Linked DNA regions of Gossypium hirsutum: region 2 is linked to region 1. A link is a contact called in public Hi-C data. All regions are on one chromosome and are shown on one strand. The core of a region is the stretch at or near the end of the contact, and the rest is flanking DNA. Distances in the headings are between cores, read along the strand shown. Region 1 holds the start of LOC107901036 (auxin response factor 7). Region 2 has its middle 11 kb from the start of LOC121218775.

Evidence for each region. Hi-C and Micro-C count contacts between places; a contact is called where the count stands out from the background.
Region 2: a contact with region 1 is called in a Hi-C map of callus, with 2.3 times the contacts expected there. The contact joins the enhancer-like site here to the promoter of LOC107901036 in region 1. A contact is called at or near these places in 8 of 34 Hi-C or Micro-C datasets (anther, callus, hypocotyl and 1 more).

Annotation. Positions count from the first base shown.
Region 1 is chrD06:15,272,108-15,274,807 of Gossypium_hirsutum_v2.1, forward strand. LOC107901036 (auxin response factor 7) reads right to left here and starts at 1,280. Exons shown (of 13, transcript XM_016826866.2): 1 at 526-1,280. The coding sequence starts at 568.
Region 2 is chrD06:15,339,286-15,342,104 of Gossypium_hirsutum_v2.1, forward strand. No RefSeq gene overlaps it. Among protein-coding and RNA genes, the nearest start is that of LOC121218775, 11 kb to the right of the region's middle. Within about 2 kb of position 1,291, at least 4 of the 9 cell types and tissues checked have an H3K27ac peak or open chromatin away from gene starts, as enhancers often do. A contact at or near this core is called in hypocotyl and leaf, where this site is marked.

The DNA of each region.
Region 1 (2,700 bases), core at 30-2,529:
GAAGCAACAAATCCCCAATTGCCTGGTATCAAAAAAGTTATCATGAATATTCTTATATAATACTTAATACTTCATATTTGAACTCGACAAAAGTATAATTGTTGTATGTTTTCTTTCTTTTTAACCTTAAATTTGCAAATGATAAATGATCCCAAACCCAAACCTTCCCCCATTAGAATGAGGAAAGTTGCCACTCAGTTACATTAAATTTTACTTTTAGTCTTGCTAAGTGCTTCTTTCCATTTTTATGAAAATGGGATTTATAGGATTTCTCAAAAAGAGATATGACAATTTACATGAACAAATGTAGAGCATTAAAACAAGACTAATACTGAGCAATAATTTATTTAAACTAAAAACAACTTAGACGGGAATGGATGACATAGAAAAATAACCAAATTTATAAACTAATAATCAAGAAAATCCCAGACTGCGTAGAACCCAAAGGCTATTTCGACCCAGAAAAAAAAAAGCTGAATCAGAGCTAAAAGAAGAAAAAAAAAGAATTAGTAAGAGAAATCAGACCTTCTGCAGAATTTGCCATAAATCCATTTGGTGGAGCCTTCATGTTTACAATCTCGGATAATTTTTATTTTTTTTACAAAAAGAAAAATCTCTAAGGAACACAATCACTTCTTATGCTCCAACAAAACACAGAAAAGAAATCAACTTTCTTCACCATATAGTTACCTCTAGTCTTTTAGCTATCAAACCACAACGGTTCAAAGAAGAATCATTTTAGCGGCATCCCTTGGTAGGAAAATCACTACAGACGCGCTTAAGGAAACGCCGCAGCTTCCATTAATAAATCACAAATCCCAAAAAAGAACTAAAACCCTAACTTAGAAAGCAAAACCAAAGGCCAAAAACCTTGTTCTTTCGCTTTGATTAGCTTGGTAAAAAGCTTTTGAAATGTTGGGTATTTTCAATCACATGAAAGCATTTACTTCTCCAAAGGAATAAATCAGATTCCAGAGTTGAATCAGTTTAAAAGTAGCCGAAACCGTAAAGAACTAACTGCATGGAACATTAAAAACTGCTCCTCAGCTCATTCGAAGCTCATCGTTCTGTTTTCTAGAATCCGACGAGAAAAAAGAAAAGAAAAAAAGAAAGAAACTTTATGGGATCAAGGAGAAGGAAAAAAAAACACTTGTCGCCTGGAAACCACAGAACCAAAGCGAAAGGCAAAGCAAAAGCAGAGCAAAAAATAGCTTTCTTTTTTTTTCTTTTCTTTTATAAATTGTGAAACATGCCGACATATAAGAGAGTGCGAAGGCTGAACTCTGAAGCAATCAGGCCTTTGGTAAATAAAAGGCAGTAAGGATTTTTTTTTTTCTTTTTTACTTTATGAATTAAAATTTTAATCGTTGCGCGTGTGAATTGGCGAGTGGTGTTAGGCTATTAATAGGCGGACAGTTTAAGTTGGTACCCTTCTTTTCACTGTTTTGGACTTGGGAGGTGCGCGCGTGCGGCCTTGTGGGCGTGCGTAAAGGGTTCTCCTTGGAGTGAAAATAAGTATAGTTGACGCGACTATAGAATAACATTCTGGTTTGGATCCCTTATCAATTCTCATTTTGCATGGTTGAACTCCAAATGTGGGGTTAATTTAATCCAATATGTTCTCGTTCAATAGATTGTAATAATTAAATTTTCATAAACCTAGTTATTTGAATCAAAGCATTGTAATGCTCGACTGATAGTTCAATCAAATTTAAATTTTTTGAGTTCAACTCATATAGCTTGCTAGTATTGAGACCCTAGTCTTATTTCCTTCTTATTATCCTTCTAAGGTTAGTTTAACATTGTTTTCCAGAAGTTTAGTTTAAGATACGAGTGTTTAGTATTGCTGTCAAAATATACTTTTAAGAAACAAAATGTTTATTTTAGACCTGGTATTATAAAGTAACAAATATGAATTTAAATAATGTTCAAATTAATTAATATTATTATATTTTAGTAAGAATATAAAAAATAATTTTAATTATTTATAAAATTTAATTAAAATATATAAACTATATTTTAAATAATTAAATATTAATACATTTGTATTATTTTAAAAAATACTTTTTTTATTTTTAATTTATAATTTTAACACATTTGTAATTTAACACCAAGAAAAAAAAAGGAAAAGTATCATGTTGTTGGAGAGGTAAAAAAATAATTAAATATCAAAAGTACTTTTGGTAGAGAAAAAGCTAAAAATTTAGCTTCTGTTTTTTAAAAGAGCTTTTGAAAAGTAAAATATTTCAGCCAAAAGTAAATTGTTTAGTACAACTTTGTTCTAAAAGTGTTTTTCAAGCTAAAATTGTTTTTTTTTTGTAAGCAATATTAAATAAGGCCTTACTTTGGATCAATGTAGTTGGTTCCGCATCGATTCCAATTACACTACCCAATGCGCACCGTTCTAGAAATAAATCGAAAAGATCATTTCTTTTTCTTTTTTTTTACACCGATGTAAACTTTAACCTGTACTGATTGCACCAACCGAAACATTACACATCAAGTGACGGTGCATGAATAATGTTAAATATATATATAATTTTTGCCAACTTTAATTTTTTTATTAACTAAATATAATATTTAAACTTTAACCAAGGTAAAGGAGCAATTTAAAATTTTAATGTAGAAAAATTAATAAATATATAATTTATATAACAAAAGAAACTAAAGAAAGAGTCACAAACATAATTTTATGTGTAT
Region 2 (2,819 bases), core at 41-2,540, 67 kb after region 1:
ACAACAATAGAGAATGTGAAAGTCAAGGAGTTCAAAGTAAGAATTATTGATGCCAGTGGTTGTAGGCAAACACAGTTCCCAACATTCGACAAATTTGACGAAGATTAAGGAATAAGGCTAGGTGTATGATAAACAAATTATTATTTATAGAATAAAAAAAAGGAAACGTTTGAATTTAGTTTAAGTACTGTTTGTGAGATTTTTAAGAAAATTTTTTTATTTATATAATTATTGGTTTAACAAATAAATTTCATGTTAGAAAAAGAGAAAATGGTTATTCATTTATTATAATTTTATATGTATTTTTATAATCATGTTCATTTTTATTTTTAAAGTTTCTTAATTTTAATTTTGAATTTTTAAGAATCAATATTAAATTGACAAAATTAAGATTGAATTGATAGAATCTGTAAACATGTGTATAAAATTGATGGTTAAATTTGTCAAATTTTTTAATTTTAATTTTAATTTTAATTTTAAATAAACATTTAAATCATGTGTATAAAATTGATGGTTAAATTTGTCGAATTTTTTAAAATTAAGACTGAATTGATAGAATCTGTAAACATTGAAAGGTTAATTTTATTATTAAAATGATAAAAAAAAGTCATACCAACATTCTAATAATGATTTAATGGATGAGTAATCAAAATATTAACTAAAATAAACAATCAAAGACCGAATTCTAAGTTTTTTTTTTGTTCAACAAATCTTTCATTCAATAGGAACCAGATTAATATAGTGTTACTAGTTCCACAGGTGGAACTTGAGCCCAGTTTGATGGACAAGAATGAATCCTAGTTTTTCCTGCGATCCAGTCAACAGCTCGATTACAGTTCCTTTTGATAAACTTAAACGATACATCATTAACTCTAGAAACTATCGATAGAATATCTACAGCAATTCCAAAAATCTCCCAAGGGCACTGGTTCTTTTTTTATAAGCATTGAATGAGTTGAAGATTGTCAGGTTCAAATTCCACAGACTGCCAGTTGTTATCAGCCGCAAGTATGGAACCCAGCCTTATAGCTTGGGCTTCAGCCGCTAATGCCGTAGACACATGCATCAACGAGTTGGTTCTATCTGCAATATCTCCATTGCCGTTCCTGGCAATTGCAGCCACCCCAGCTTCTCCAATTTTCCAATTTAGAGAAGAACCATAGTTGATTTTTACAACTTGAGGTGGCGTTTTGTCCATTCGGAGTTGAGGGCAAAGTTAGGGTGGGACCTCACAGGAACTGAATTCTAAGTTTCATTGTCACGTCACACCGACAAAGAATAGTAATAGTAAATAGTAGGGTTAGGACAGGTGCAGCTCTCTCATCTATGTATCTTTTAATTTTGTAGGCTGCATCTGCGTTGCACTGCTGGAATCTAATTGTGTACGTATGTTTTGGATATTATATATTATTCCGGTTCACGTGGGGGAGCCACGATTCACAATGACCTCCTATAATATTATTCTTTTTTGTACTAATGAACTCCTATAATATAGTGTTTATAAATAAATATGCCTCATTCATTTATCAAATAATGGACTTGTCGGCTTCGGAATCTGACATGACCGCAACATGCCATTAATTAAATAATTACGTTTTACAATTTTTATATATATAAGAAAACCTTTCTTTCTTATATTAATTCCCTAAAGAGAAGGCAATTTGAATGTAGACATGCTCCCAATTACTGTCAAAAGTTAAAAGTATTTCAACTGAAAATTGATATAATTATTGATTGTCGAATAAAAAAAATACTTAAAATGTAATAATCCAAGTGTATTGTTTCCATCTTAGATTGTTATAAAACAAAAATGGTTGACATTGTACGTAAATGATTGTTAATAATGAGTGAAAGGGAAGGGGCCATGTGTTTTATCCGTATATTGTACTCCTTAATATTTATTTGGAAAACTATGTTTTGTTTGGAGTTTAATTTTGGGGACCGCCTTTGATGCTCAAGTCAAACAAAACGCTTCCAGGGAAGGTCCTCAAAATTACTTCCCCCAACCTAATTTTTCAACCAAATTTCAAGAATTATGTCTTATTTTAATTAATTAATTAATTGTAACTTAAAAGTGGGCATTGAAATGAGGGTATGCGAGGAGCACCGACTGGGGGCACTTCACATCACGGGAGATGGATCGGCCTACTCCTACAATCAAATACAGATAAAATAAAAGTGGACCCAATGGATTGTGCGCCCACTTGACGTGGGGGCTTCTACGCCTCATCCGTCATCATTAGGGGTGTACAAATTTCGGGTAATAATTTTTTAGAAATTCAATTAACAGTTAATTCAGTTCGAAATCGATTGGTTAATCGAATTTAATAAATAATATTATAATATAAAAGTATTCGGTCGTTTCGGTTAAATTTTTTGAAAATATAAATTAATCGGTCAGTTAAGTTGGTTAATTCTTTTATATGTTTTATACTTGTTTTAACCAAAAATAAGAAAACATATAAATTTCGGTTAATTAAGTTAACCAACCGAATTAACCGAAAAAGTTCGGTTCGATTAATATTTTTTAAAAAAATTTCGGTTCGGTTAACAGTTAAGGGTTTAAAAAGGTCGATTAATTTGATTAATGGTAGTTTGGGTCGGTTAACAGATTGAACACCCCTAGCCATCGCTGCTTTTATTTTCCTTGGCCTCACTTCGTCAACGCGTTTCATGCTCCACCTTGCCTCTTTTGGTTAAGGATCACACAACTCAAATTCTCTAATACATTTTAGGCTAAACTATATTGTTACTCAAGTAATTTTTTATTATTATTTATGAAAAGTTATAAAATAGTTATTTAATTATTCAATTTTTTT